2 separate regions of the Sus scrofa genome follow, and region 2 is linked to region 1. Evidence: chromatin contacts called from public HiChIP or PLAC-seq data. All regions are on one chromosome and are shown on one strand. The core of a region is the stretch at or near the end of the contact, and the rest is flanking DNA. Distances in the headings are between cores, read along the strand shown.

What was found. HiChIP or PLAC-seq counts read pairs in DNA pulled down with a chosen protein or histone mark.
Region 2: a contact with region 1 is called in an H3K27ac HiChIP or PLAC-seq map of alveolar macrophages. The contact joins the promoter of HILPDA here to the promoter of ATP6V1F in region 1. A contact is called at or near these places in 2 of 47 Hi-C or Micro-C datasets (heart right ventricle and liver) and 1 of 2 datasets of contacts at active chromatin or transcription factors (alveolar macrophages).

Annotation. Positions count from the first base shown.
Region 1 is chr18:19,753,174-19,760,622 of Sscrofa11.1, reverse strand. It overlaps ATP6V1F (V-type proton ATPase subunit F), which reads left to right and starts at 3,917. Exons shown (of 2, transcript XM_003134698.3): 1 at 3,917-4,209; 2 at 6,404-6,862. The coding sequence starts at 4,052. The coding sequence ends at 6,605. FLNC (filamin-C) reads left to right here. Exons shown (of 46, transcript XM_021078951.1): 46 at 1-889. The coding sequence ends at 171.
Region 2 is chr18:19,944,027-19,951,475 of Sscrofa11.1, reverse strand. HILPDA (hypoxia inducible lipid droplet associated) reads left to right here and starts at 4,396. Exons shown (of 2, transcript NM_001348757.1): 1 at 4,396-4,528; 2 at 5,608-6,547. The coding sequence starts at 5,676. The coding sequence ends at 5,891. FAM71F2 (protein FAM71F2) reads left to right here and starts at 6,189. Exons shown (of 5, transcript XM_021078782.1): 1 at 6,189-6,323. The coding sequence starts at 6,303.

The sequences.
Region 1 (7,449 bases), core at 2,668-5,167:
GTGGGCGTGCACGGGCCCAAGACCCCCTGTGAGGAGGTGTACGTGAAGCACGTGGGGAACCGGGTCTACAACGTCACCTACACCGTCAAGGAGAAAGGGGACTACATCCTCATTGTCAAGTGGGGCGACGAAAGTGTCCCCGGAAGCCCCTTCAAAGTCAACGTGCCCTGAATCCCAGACGTGCCTCCCCCAGCCTCGGCCCCCACCTCCAGCCAAACACACTCACTCACCCACACACACACACACACAAATGGGCCACACCCAGATGCACACGCGCAGAATCAGACACCACAACCACCTGCCCTGGGGCGAGGAAGGTGTGGCCCTGTCCCCCTTCCTGCCAGGTCCCTGGCTTGACGGGCCTCGTCTGTCTCAGGGCAGTGTCCCTTGCCTCAAAGGTGACATGAGGATGGACTGGGGGTTGGGGGGCCAGGGAAGCCCTGAGTTTTCTGGTGGGGCTGAGGCCAGTGGGGGAGCACATGTTTGGGGGTATCTGCGTGTGTGACACCCTCAAACTGCACTGCCGGCCCGGCCTCCTTGCCACTGAGGACTGCGCCCAGTCCCTCTGGTGGCACAAGCCCAGAGTGGTAAGGACTTGGAAAAGAAAGCACAGTCGGAGGGGAAAATGGACCCGGGGGTGGCGGCAGCAGCAGCCTTGGCACCGGGCCTGGCCCTAGGTGACTGCGATCCCAGCCAGGCTTCCTGGGGGACTGATCTCTCTCTCTCCTTTTTTTTTTTTTTTATGATTGCACAGCTCTGCCCCACGGGGGGGCCTTTTTTACACACTGCGAGGCCCAGCTTTCTGGGGGGACTTTTGCACATGTCATGCGGCTCAGCTGGGAGCCGCTTAGGTGGAAAGCTCCAAATAAAGTGCGGCCTGTCGCAGAGGCTTGGCTGTGTCTTGTGTGTGTGCTCCCTATGGCTGGCCACCTCTGGCCACTGACACTGCACCTGGCCCTGGGAGGCAGAGGCCAGCTGCCTGTCCCCTGGAGGACTGACTCAGGCCAAAGGGAAGGCCACCCCTCTGGGACATCTATTTGAGAAGGTCTAGATAGAATCTTGGCAGGGCTTGCTCCTCAGATTCCTGGAAAGCTGATGGGTGGGAGAGAGGGGTGGACGCGAGGTTCTAGAAGACGGCCCTAGGACCACCGGGACGCCAATTTCTGTTCAGCCTCATCTCAAGGATGTTCTCAAAATTAGGACCTTAAAACGGCACTGACTCAAGCAGGCAGGGCCTCACCCCGCAGGCAGGCGGAACCACATGCACACCCAGGACCCTTTCGCTCCAGCCAGGGCCTGGGTCAGAACTGGGCCGGCTCCCTCTCCACCTCCAGCCCTGACCTCACTTAAGGCCTCCTTCCTGCCCTGCACCTTCCTGACCCACCAGCCAGCTTCCTCTGACCTGCCCTCCGCACTGCAGTGGGGGGTCACATTAAAGGGACCATGGCTCCCTTCTGCTCCTGGCTGGTCTACGCATCTTAACAAGGTCTCTAGGTTCAGCCCCCCTACCCACTCATTCCAGAAGCCTCCGAGTCGGGCAGTGTGTCCATTCCCCACCGCACCCTCCACCTCGGACCCTCTTCATAACCTAGTTTCCCAGGCACCTGTGCTGCGGTTTGGGCCCCTGCCCAGGAACACCCTTGCCTCTCCACCCCATCCTCCTGGCCAACAGGAAGCTTTCCCGAAGCCCTCCCTGTCCTCCCAGGTCAGCCCCGCAGCTCTCATCCTGCCCTGGGGCACGCCTGGCTGCATATCCCACCCTCAGCTGGGACCAAGTGTCTGAGGCTCGGCCGCCCCGCCAGAACCCTGGGAGGTCTAACACCGATAGGCATGAGGAATGAATAAATGACGCGCCAGTAGCCTGAGCAGGGCAAGGCAGCATTTCACGCATCCCCCAACTCTAGACTCACGGCCGATGTTTCAGCACGTGGTGCTGCGTCGCCGGAGAAAACCCGCACCCATGGCCTGGCTCCGATTCTCAGCCCTACCCCCACGCACCTCTTCACTCAGTAGCTGTCTGCCTCCTGGCTCCTCTAAGTTTCCTTCCCTTCCCCCTCCTGAATCCTGCCCTCAAGACCCCTCCAGGGCCTCTCTTTCTGTATGTCTACCTCCTCCCCCGTGATATTTTTCACTCTCCCCCTCAATCCCAAGGGAGCTCCTTGAGGACAGAAGTCATATTTTATCAGTCTGTGTCCTAAACCTCTTCTTGGCCCCCTCTGATAAATGCTGGTTGAATGAAATCACGAGTGATATATGTGGCACTGTCCCAGCTCCCTACTTGACCTGAAAGACCCTTTGAAGCAGGATCCATTGTCAAGTATTCAACTACTTATGGTCATTAAGGGCCGGCTCTGTCCAGGCTTCTACACCCACCCTCCCTCCCTGCCTTCCCGCCCACTTCTCCCCCAGATGTGAGCGTTTTCCTGCAAGGTTAGCTGGCTCCTGCCTCAGCTTCAGCTGCCCTCCCCGGACTGCAGGATGGCCTCAGGTGCCGAGCATTTAGGGACTTCATCTCACTTAATTCTAACCGCCCTATGAGGCAGTTATCAGTTAACCGCCCTATGAGGCGGTTATCTGAAAAGACCAAGGTCCCGAACATTTCAGGGATGAGTCCCAAATCACAGCTCTGAGCAGCAGGGCTGAGATTCAAACCAGGTGTGCCCAAATCCCCAGCCTACCACACAGTGAACCCCTATCTGCATGTCTCAAGTGCTCTAAACTTGCAAATCACATGCCAGACGCCAGGATGCCTGCTCTTTAAAAGGGCGGGGGAGCAAGCGGACCTTTCTTCAACATGTTCACCGCATAGCGTTCAGGAATGTTACTCCTGACCACCCCAGCCGCATAGGCCAGAAACCTGGAAGCACCCTATCACTCCCCAAACTAGTTCCGTCCATGCTGTCTCTAAACCCCTCTTGACTCCACCTGCTTCTCCACATTCGCCATCACCACCACTACATGGGTTCTGGCCACCACTCTCTCTCCACAATGGTTTCTCCTCTTTTAGTCTGGCCTCGGCACACGGCATGGTCTCCATGCTATCTCTAAAACTTGAACCTGGCCGTTTCATTCTCTTCAACTAAATCCTTCAGGGGTTTCAGCGTAACTTCAGTCGTCCTCAGGGTAACTTCCAGATTCTTTAGCTTTTCTTGAAGGCACTGATGCTCTCTAGCCCTAAGTCTTTGCACGTGCTGTTCCTCTTCCCCAGAACACCCTCTTGCCCTCATTTTTTTTTTCTTTCCTTACAGCTGCACCTGTGGCTTATGGAAGTTCCCAAGCTAGGGGTCAAATCAGAGCCGCAGCTGCCAGCCTACATCACAGCTACACCGGATCCGACCTGCACCTGCGACCTACGCCGCAGTTTGCGGCAACGCCTGATCCTTAACCCTGAGTGAGGTCAGGGATGGAACCCCTATCCTCCCAGAGATTAGTCAGGTTCTTACCCGCTAAGCCACGATGGGTACTCCTTCGTCCTCATTTCTATCCCCTTCATCCTGCTAGCGACCTTCTCTGTGCGCTCCCTCTCCCACAGATTAGTTACACCTGATGTGGGCTTCCACATACTTCTCACGTTTCAGCAAATAACACACTGCTTTGTGAATCCTCTATCGCACTAGAGAGTATCATCAACTTATCCATCCTCTTATTAACTGAATATGTACTAGTTGTTAACCGTCTGCCATAGTTACATAAACAGTCGGTACAAGACTCGGACCTTACCCTCGAGAACGGGAACTGTCTTGTCGGCGTCTCGGCATCTTAACACAGCAAAAGGCTCGACACGTTTGTAGAAGAAGGATCGAACTTGCCTGCGAAACCCGGGGAGGCCGCTCGGACTTCTGGGAACCGTAGGCCTGGGGAACGGCCCTCCCTTTATAGCGCAGGCGTATGCAGATTCGGGCGCCTTTGCTGTTGTTGCGCATGTCCCAGGAGGCGGAGTGGTGGAACTGCGCATGTCTAAAGAGCCGGGGGTGGGGCCGAAGAGGCGGGGCACTGCGAACCCGGAGCTCGGTGACACCCGGCGGTCGCGGCTGGCTGTCTGACTCTGAGGATGGCGGGGAGGGGGAAGCTAATTGCGGTGATCGGAGACGAAGACACGGTGACTGGCTTCCTGCTGGGCGGCATAGGGGAGCTTAACAAAAACCGCCACCCTAATTTCCTGGTGGTGGAGAAGGATACAACCATCAATGAGATCGAAGACACTTTCCGGTACGGTTGCCCGCAAGGCCTGAACGCGACCTTCTGGGGTCTGGTGGGAGTGCGGGGAGAAGGCGGGGGTGTCGCTGGGCGTCCAGACGTTGGCCGAAGTGTCAGATCCCGTCCTCGACGGTCTGGAAAGTCGGTCCACCCACCTATCCGGAGCGAAGGCCTACGCGCCCCAAGTTCCCTTTAGGGGCTTGGTGGGGCCGAGGCTATGTCGGGTCCACAAACTCCCTTCTCACATGACCGTGTGTCAGGAAAGAAGGGGAACAGAGCTCGTGACGGGCGGGCACCACCCTTTGGCCCAACCTGGCCCGCGAGAGCTGGGCGTCCAGTGCACCCAAGCCCCACAAAGGGTCAGTCTCAGATCCTCTGCAGGGGTTCCCCCAGTTCACCCGTAGAGCAGGCTCCGGTCACTGCAAGCAGTCGACTCTTTTGCGAGTTGGCTTCTAAAGGAACCACACATTCAGTGAGTGGACTCGAGCTTTTCTTTGTGTTTTCATCTCCCTTAGAGGCTCTCACAATCGTGATGTAAGGCCATGGTTATTCCCACGTATAAGCGAGAAGACTGAAGCTCAGAGAGGTCAAGGCACATTCTAAAGTCATACGATTCACAAGAGACCTAGTGGGGATTTGAACCCTGTCCCTCCCTTTCTGCCTTTCTTAAGCCAGGTCTACTCTCTGCTTGTGCAGCTCTCCTTGGTCTGCTTTGGAATTTCCCATTGTCCTGAGCCCAGCGGACAGAATATCAGGACTTCTGCTAAGACCTTACACTTCAAATCTTCGTTTCCTGGCCTGGCTTAAGAGCAGTAGCTTTAAAATGTGGGTGCAGGCATGTCCCTTAATCCAGGAGGCATCCTGGTGACTAGAGTGGAGGATGCTTGCCCCCTGTTCTTTCCCACACCCTTTCTTCTAGGGCCCCGGTGCCAAGTCTCTCAGGAACAAACCACTCTTGCCTGTTTCCCCCTAAACAGCCCAGCCCTGAGCCGCTGGCTGAGACTGGTTCCTGTTGCCTGGGGTATGTTAGGCCCTGCGCAGAGAAGCTCATCTCTGCTGATCAGTCCAGTAAAGTGATCCAAGTTGTCATGAGAGAAGGGCAAATTTTACTTCAAGAACTTTCCAACCAAAGGGACTTCAGAAAATCATCAGGTCTATGGAGTTCCTGTCATGGCTCAGCAGAAACGAATCTGATTACATCCATGAGGATGCAGGTTCGATCCCTGGCCTTGCTCAGTGGCTTGAGGATCTGGTGTTGCGTGACCTGTGGTGTGGCTCGCAGACGTGGCTTGGATCTGGCGTGGCTGTGGCTGTGGCTTAGGCCAGTGCTGCAGCTCCAGATTAACACATAAGTAAATTAATGAATGAGTAGATGATCACAAGAAAGAGCCCAGTGCCTGGTTCTCTCTGTGAGGAAAGTGCGATTCCTTCGTTTACTGATTTTTCCTCTCCCTGTTGTGTTCTTGGCTCAGGCCAGACCTCCCCTCTGAACCACCTCCTGCCCTCATCAGGGTAGACCTTGAGTTGTCTCAACAATGCCTCCCCCTTTAAAAACGTATCCTATCAGTGTCGCCATGAGCTGTGGTGCAGACGCGGCTCGGATCCCACGTTGCTGTGGCTCTGGCGTAGGCCAGCAGCTACAGCTCGGATTCCACCCCTAGCCTGGGAACCTCCATATGCCCCGGAAGTGGCCCTAGAAAAGGCAAAAGAAAAGAAAACAAAAAAAAGTATCCTATTTCCTTTTGAAATGTTAATGTGTTCATAGGGTTTACAAATTAATGTTTAAGGGGTATACACACTGAGAAGTCACCCCTGACCTCTTTGCTGTATTACCACCTTCCTGAATTCCCTAGATAACCACATCGGTTCTTCCTTATCTTTCCGCCCTTTAAAATTCGGATACAAAGGGACAGATCTCTTTAATCTTATCCTCTCGCTTTCTTTCCCAAAGGCAGCCTATAGAATACACCAGCACGCACCCTTATCTTCATTAGCAGTTGAGTTAGGAGCCCTCCTAGCAGGGGAAGTAGAAGCCGCGGCCCTTAGCTTTGGAATGAAATTGATGCTGAATAGAATGGAGAATTTAGCTAGAGCGACCTTTTCCTTTGTCCATCGCGCTCTGCGCACCCAGCCCGCTCCCCTCTGCAGCCCAGCCCACCACCTCAGCGTGGGTCACCCTGGCCTCCCGGCTCATCTCTCCCTACAGGCAGTTCCTCAACCGGGAGGACATCGGCATCATCCTCATCAACCAGTACATCGCAGAGATGGTGCGGCACGCGCTCGACGCCCACCAGCGCTCCATCCCAGCCGTCCTGGAGATCCCGTCCAAGGAGCACCCCTATGATGCTGCCAAGGACTCCATCCTGCGCAGGGCCAAGGGCATGTTCACGGCTGAAGACCTACGCTAGGGGGACTCCCCGCAGCCCTGCAGCCTCTCCCCAGGCTTGCGACCAGCCCTTCTCTGAGATTTGAGCCTCCGAGTTCCAATTCCCCTGCCCCTTCCCACTCCACTGAGAGGCTAGGTGAGGTGTTTCCAGGTTGCTGGGGCTCTGCCATTAAATCAAGGCCGGTTAGGGAACAGGAAGCCTGAGTCTTCACTCCACTACCTCTTCCCTGTGCTGTTACAGTGTCATTGTCGATGTTAAATTAAAATAATGTTCTTGGAGTTCCTGTCGTGGCTCAGTGGTTAACAAATCTGACTAGGAACCATGAGGTTGCCGGTTCGAACCCTAGCCTTGCTCAGTGGGTTAAGGGTCCGGCGTTGCTGTGAGCTGTGGTGTAGGTCTCAGACGTGGCTCAGATCCCACATTGCTGTGGCTCTGGCATAGGCTGGCAGCTACAGCTCTGATTAGACCCCTAGCCTGGAAACCTCCATATGCCGCGGGAGAAGCCCAAGAAATGGCAAAAAGACCAAAAAAAAAAAATAATAATAATAATAATTAAAACAATGTTCTTGCTTCTCTCTGATCCAAAGCCAGGTGCTAGGAAGGACTCGATGAGGCTACGGGGGGGATTAGGCTGGCAGGCCTGGAAAGGGTTCTGCCAGAGACCCCGGCACAGAAGCGTTCGACCAGGAAGATGTGCCGGGAGGCCATAACTCAAGGACCAGCCCTCTGAATGAAAGATGACCAGCTCTGGCAGGGAGGGATGGAAAGAGGCTTGTGTCCAGACCCCCGAGGCCCCCACTCGAGTCTCTATTAGCTGGGAGGGGACCTGACCTCAAGGAATGGAAGCAGAAATCACAGAAAACCT
Region 2 (7,449 bases), core at 3,147-5,646, 190 kb before region 1:
TTAAAGAACAGCTGTTCCATGACTGGTTCGGTTCCGTTTATCTGTATTCATTGTGCAACAACATTTTACCAATGATCAGTTCTGGGTGATACAGTTTTGAGCTTCTTTTTTCTTTTTCTCCCCAGATTTTCTCCCAAATGCACCTGTGACTTTTACAATTAGAGGAAAAATTAAAACTTACTAACATTTTGTAAATTAATTGCTTGAGCAACATTGTGACAACACATATGCAATGAAAGGAAACAGCCAAGTGAATTGGATGGGGAAATTGGGTCAAGAGCCTGAGGCAGCTGTGGAGGGAGGGAGGGCTATGGCACTAAAGAGCACCAGAGCAAGGTGCCCATGGAGGGGACAGCCAGCCCTGAAAATGGGCAGAGGTCACCCCAGGCAAACAGTGGCTTCTTCATCCCTACTTGGGCCGGGGGGGGGGGTGTCTAATTTTTTTTTTTCTTTTTTGGCTGCACCTACAGCATACATAAGTTCCCAGGCCAGGGAATGAACCCTCACCGCAGCTATAACCAGAGCCACAGCAGTGACCACACCAGGTCCTTAACCCACTGAGCCACTAGGGAACTCCAGAGGTCTCAATTCTGAGTTTGGTTCTGGCATAACTACCCATAGATCTGGGCCAAGTCACTTCTCCAGGCCTCCATTTCCTCGTCTGTGAAATGCAGGGCCTGAGAGAAATGGCTATTACCATGCCTTTCTACCTCAGAGGTTTTGGTTCTAGAACTTCCTCTAAGCTTCCACCTGGATGATGTGTGTGTGTGTGTGTGTGTGTGTGTGTGTGTGTGTGTGTGTGTGTGTCTTTGTGTCTGTGTGTGGATCCCGAGTTGCTGTGGCTGTGGCGTAGGCCAGCGGCTATAGCTCCAATTCGACCCCTAGCCTGGGAACCTCCATGTGCTGTGGGTTCGGCCCTAAAAAGCAATAAACAATAAATGAATAAATAAATAAATAAAGACTTCAAATGTTCTTGGAGTTCCCTGGTGGCCTAGCAGTTAAGGATGCATTGTCACTGCTGTGGTTTGACCCCTGGCCTGGGAACTACTGCATGCTGTGGCTGTGACCAAAAAAAGGAAAAAAGACTTCAAATTAATTAAAATTAGCAGCAGCACCTGCGGCTCCGATTCAACCCCTAGCCTGGGAACTTCCATATGCCGTGGGTGCAACCCTAAAAAGACAAAAATAAATAAATAAACAAACAATGTTTATTTCCATTGACACTTAATCCAAAATACTGGCTATATTCCTCATGCTAGACAGTACATCCTTGCAGCCTATCTTATGCCCAATACTTTGTACTTCTGCCTCCCCAACCCCTGTATTGCCCCCCACCTCTGATGGTAACAACTAGTTTATTCTCTGTATCTGTGGGTCTGTGAATATGTCTTTAATTTGTCCTCCTTTTTAAAGAATAACAGCTGTTATTCAAATATAAATCACATAGCCCAATTCACCCTTCCAAAGTGTGCAATTCAGTGGTTTACAGACTTGTGCAACCATCACCACTGTCTAATTTTAGAACATTTTCATCATCCCCAAAAGCAGTTACTCCCCACTCCCTTCGAGTTTTAGTCCCTGGCAACCACTAACCTAACTTCTATCTCTATGGATTCCTATTCTGGACGTTTCATGTAAATAGAATCATAGAATATGTATCCGTTTATTTTATTTTATTTTTTAGGGCCGCACCCTTGGCACGTGGAGGTTCCCAGGCTACAGATCTAATCGGAGCTACAGCTGCCAGCCTGCACCACAGCCACAGCAATGCCAGATCCGAGCCGCATCTTCAACCTGCACCACAGCTCATGGCAACACTGGATCCTTAATCCACTGACCAAGGCCAGGAATTGAACCCACATCCTCATGGATCCTAGTCAGATTCGTTAACCACTGAGCCATGAAGGGAACTCCCAATATTTCATTTTTATGGCTAGATAGTATTCCATTGCATTACATTTTGCTTACCATTCATTAGCTGATGTACATTTGGGTTGTTTCCAATTTTTAGCTATTATGAATAATGCTCCTATGAACATTTGTGTACAAGTTTTTTTGGTTCATTTGTTTTTCATTTGGCTCCACCCATGGCATATGAAAGTTCCCGGGCCAGGGATTGAATCTGAACCACAGCTGCAGCAACATCGGCTCTTTTAACCCACTGTACTGGGCTGGGGATAGAACCTAAACCTCTGCAAAGACCCCAACTGCTGCAATGGGATTCTCAACCCACTGTGCCACAGCGGGAACCCCAAGACATATTCTTCAAATGGACCTGCGATCATAAGATCAAATTTGTGGAGCTAATATGTTCTTAGTATTATGCCTATATGGTTCCCTTTTTTCTTTTTAGGGCCACACTTGCGGCCTATGGAGTTTCCCAGGCTAGGGGTTGAAATGGAGCTACAGCTGCTGGCCTACACCACAGCCACAGCAACGCCAGAGTCAAGTCTTCAACCTACACTACAGCTCACAGCCTACACTGGATCCTTAACCCATTGAGCAAGGCCAGGGATCAAACCTGCGTCCTCACAGATCCTAGTCAGATTCATTTCTGCTACGCCACGACGGGAACTCCAGGACAAGGATCTTGATATAAGTAGGCCCAGTACCTACCCAGGGAGGACAGTCAATAATATTTGTAGTTGACAGATGGGAAAGCACTGAGCTTTATTCACCCAAACGCTGTTGCCTCCTTATGGAGTGATGTCTAGATAATGGCAGTGAATGTGTGGGACAAGTAATTGTTGGAATTCTCATAGTTCTTCCTTCGAATTATGTGAAAATAAAATTTTAGAGCTTTACAATAAGCAGAGCCCAAAGGATTATTGTGGAATTCCTGTGTCCACTCACTGAACATAGGCTACTATGACCAAAGCCCATCATTGGGAATTTTGCAGTGGATGATACAGATAATGTTAACACTTAACCAAATGTTTTCGGAGCCAGGCACTATTCTCAGTGCTTTATGTGGATTAACTCCTTTAATTTCCAGGTGACGACTGTCATTATCCCATATAACAGCTGAAGAAACTGAAGTACCTAAAGCTTAAAGGATTCGCCCAAGGCCCCCCACTAGCAAGAGGTTGGAGGACGCCTGGCAGTGTGACATCAGAGCTGGAGCCTGTCCCAGGAACCGTGCGAGAGACGAGTCCCTGAGTCCAGCACAAAAACAGATGAAACTCTAGTGTAATAAAAGACCAAAAATTCCTGCAGGCTGAGTAGAAGCGCTCATTTCAAATTGCCTGCCTGCCAGCACGTCTCCGTCTCCAACTTTCTCCCTTCCCCGCCTTCCCGGCAGCTCCTCCTCTGACAGCGGAGTACCCGCAAAGTAGGTGAAAGGTCGCAGCTGGGATTCGCTCCTCCCTTGTCTCCCAATCCCTTGTCCACAAAGCCGGCCGAGCGAAGGGAGCTCCCGGATTCTTGTTCGTTCAGTCCAGGCATGCAGAACCGACAGTCCTAGAGCTCAGGGGACCCTGCTAGAGTCACCAGCCCCCTCGAGCTTTCGTTCTCTCCGCTCCTCCCCAGGAGGAAGGCAGTGAAACCACCGACCGCCTTCCTTCCACTACGCACCCCCCCCCCCGCCCTCGTTCCCCAGGGGCCTCCCAGATCCCAGCACTCTATTTCCGAGATTCGTCCCTGGGCGCTCTCACGACTGAACATTTCTTTGGTTTGCGGGGGTGGGGATGGGTGAGGCTGGTCTGTGACCCTCTAGCTCTTTGGTTCAATTTCTAAGCACCCTTAAAAATCATCGCCACGTTTTATATGAGGACACCGAGACCCAAAGGGACTCGTCGGCAGGCACTGAGGCCCAGGTACCAGGGCCAAATGAGTATTTCACATTTTCCTAGTGTGATACATTCTCTTAGAAAGCAGGAGTTATGATGTAAGAAGCCCTCACCATTTCAGACAGCAATGGCAAATTAACCTCAGGCTTTGGAATGCAGGGTGAGAAGTGGCATCTGGAATCCTGGTACCTCAAGGAAGTGGAACAAAGTCAGCTTTTCAGTCCCGGGAATGAAGAAAACTGGGAGTAGGGGATGGAGTGGGGGGTCTGAGGCCCTCTTACAATGTGTGCTTTGTTGAAATTGCTGGCGAAGAACCCATCCCCCACCACCCTTGGATTGGGGCATCTCCAGTGTGTTTTCCACCGACTTAATTTGGGGCAGGAAATGCGCCTTCCGATTCCTTTAGAAGCTTCCCACAGCAAGAAAAGGCAGAGGAAGTTAACAGACAACGCCTAGGCCCATTGCTGACCCTAATGACTCAGAAGCCGGCGGCGTCTGTTTCTGAACCAGCGATGGCCGCGAGCGCAGCCCACCGCGCGAGATCCCAGACCGCCCCCGCCTAGGGGCGGGGCCGCGGGCTTGCGTCAGGGCTCCAGTGCGCGTGCGCGGGCTCGGCGCGGCCGCGGCTATAAGTGGTCGGCGTGGGCCTAGCTCCACGCTTAGCCGCGGGCTGCCGTTTTGTTTCCGGAGACGCGTACTGTCTCGCGGTGCTCTTGGCGGACCCTCATCCCTTCCTGGAGGTGAGCGGCCCTACGGGTTTCCACGACTCCCCACCCCCCTGCCCCTGGCGCGCCCCGCCCCACCCGGGTCCCCACTCAGCCGCCCAGTCCTGCTTTCTCCAGGGGTGGCCCTAACTAGAATCCACGTGCCCACCCCATGCTCGCCAGCTTGGAGTTAGGCTCCAGGCCCTGCCTTGCCCTCGCAGAGCACGCCTAGCGTCTTCCTGGCATGGCTCTTGGCGTCTTGTTTGTAGTAAGTGCCTATTTTCTTGTCTGTGGCCTTAGACTGTAAGGCACGCGCGGGGCGGGTTCTGCTACAGGACCTCAGGTGGTTCCGGTACCTTTCAGGGTGCCTGACACACTGAGGGGATTTCAGTGTGTACTTGTTATTTAAGTGAACTCGATAGATTTGACTCCCTTCGAATTATGTTGACTTTCAGGAAGTTTATGGGTTTTTTTGGTTTTGTTTTGTTTTGTGCCTTTTCTAAGGCCGCTCCTGTGGGTCAAATTGGAGCTGTTGCTGCTGGCCTGCACCACAGCCACAGCAACGCCAGATCCCAGCCGCATCTGCAACGTACATCACAGCTCACCGCAACGCCGGATTCTTAACCCACTGAGCGAGGCCAGGGATCGAACCCTCGACCTCATGGTTCCTAGTCGGATTTGTTAAGCACTGAGCCACGTCGGGAACTCCCATAAAGTTTATGATTAGCCGGAACCTGCCTGAGATGTGAGGGAGACTAATTTGCTTTCTCAAGGGCATGTTCTTATATCCCGTCCCGTCCCCCACATCCCCCCAACACAGAGACAGAACTTGGTTTTTTTATTTCAGGAAAGTTTTGGGTCCCTGGACTGTGGCACAGGGATGGTGCATACCTGGCAGAAGGAAAAGTATCCCGGTGCTCTTGAATTAGTCCGGAAAGCTAGAACTAGTTTTTCAGCCATGGAGTTTACAGTGTAAATATACTTGGAGATTCTGCTATGGTCCCTGTCTCCCTGGCTGGCTGAGCTCTTCTTAGCTTCATAGGAAGATGGAAGGGTAGAGCTGGAGGCATGCTTGTCTCCAAAGGATGAAGATTAACTTCGCTCTTTTTCCTCAGGACCCAGAGGCCTTCTAGAAGCAGAAGGCAACTCTGCTGCTCTACAAACGAGTGGGATCCTTTCAGCCATGAAGCAGGTGTTGCAACTCTATCTCTTAGGTGTGGTCCTGACCCTGCTCTCAGTTTTCGTTAGACTGATGGAGACCCTGGGGGGCTTACTGGAGAGCCCATCACCTGGGAGCTTCTGGACCACCAGAGGTCAACTAGCCAACACAGAGGCCCCAAGAGCCTTCCAGAACATCCATCCAGAGGAGTGTGATAGGACCTCCCTGCACCGGCTATAACCTTGGAATACCGGCCTGACTACATCCAGCCAGCTGTCCCAGTTCCTGTGCAGGCAGCCTCAGCATCAGTGTTATCAGAGAACTGTTAACTAGGCCTTTGAAGGGCCTCTCCATTTGGATACTCCTTGCTCTGGAATAAGCCTGTTTAATACACAGATGTGAGTGTGTTGCCTGTGACTGTGGAATGGAGCGACTGCACACTTCTCCCCAGAGTCTGCTGTATGCTTTGCTGTCCTTGGCGGCATGGCTCTGCCTCCTCTTAGATGAAGGCTTGTGCTGCAACTTCAGCTTTTGGGAGATGGTATTATTTTCAACCCTGTTTTCTAAGCATCTGCCAAGAGGACCTTTGGACTTGGATGTCTCGTGGTCAGTTTCTTTGATGTTCAGCTTCTCTTCCATGAGAGCTCCTCTATGCAGATAACAGCTGAAGAGGTGTGTAGGTGGGCTGTAGGCCTGGAGGGGTGGGGGGGGTTGGGGAGGTGAGGTATTCAGTGTCTCGTTTTCATTCTGTATTTTTAAGTGTTCTCCTCCAGCATAGCGTGTATTGTGTATTGGTCTGGAGGGGCAGTAGGATGACAGTGCCTGCAGAGGACATGGACATTATGGCCACCATGTGGCTTAAATTTTTTTAATGAAATAAAGTTGAATGTGTTTCACTGTGTCTTGTTGACTTCTGCCCTTGAAATTAGTGGTAGGGGGAATTCCTGTTGTGGCTCAATGGAAGTGAACCCAACTAGGAACCACAAGGTTGCAGGTTCAATTCCTGGCCTTCCTCAGTGGGTTAAGGATCCAGCGTTGCCGTGAGCTGTGGTGTAGGTTGCAGATGCGGCTTGGATCTGGCGTGGCTGTGGTGTAGACTGGCAGCTGTAGCTTTGATTCAGTTCCGAGCCTGGGAACCTCGATAAGCTGACAGTGCGGCCCTAAAAAGCACAAAAGAGAAGAAAAGAAAAGAAATTAGTGGTAGGAAGGATCTTGATTAGAAGATCTGAGGTTTCACATCCTAAAGCTTTAAACATTTTGTTTAAAACGTGAGGTGGAGTTCCCGTATGGTCCCGTGGCTGAGGACTCGGTGTTGTCACTGCTGTGGCTGGGTTCGATCCCTGGCCTAGGAACTTTGCATCAGGCTGGTGTGGCCAAAACCAAGCAAAAAGCCCACACAAGGCAAATACACCTCTGAACTTGGAGGCAGGTGCGCTTGAGTCTGCCCTGTATCAACCAGTTGTCTGAACTTAGGCTGTTTTCAGTCCTCTCTTGACTCTGCCCAGACCTAAAGAAAAAGAAAAATGGTCATTTCTTCTGGCCCCTCGCCTTCAGTCTCCGGAGAAGAGACTCAGTTTAAGTAGGCCATGGGCCTTTTCTCTGCATTATCCGCCACAACGGCTCCTCGATTCTGAGTGTTCTCCAGGTCAGCTGGTGAAAGGGCCGTACCCCACAATGATTGTTTCTGCTCTCCCAGATCTAAGCAGCTTAGCCTTTCCACAGAAATGAAGGGTTTTTTGTTTTTTCTTGAATTCATTTCTCCTCCACCCCACCCCATGTTGAAACAACTGTCACTCCT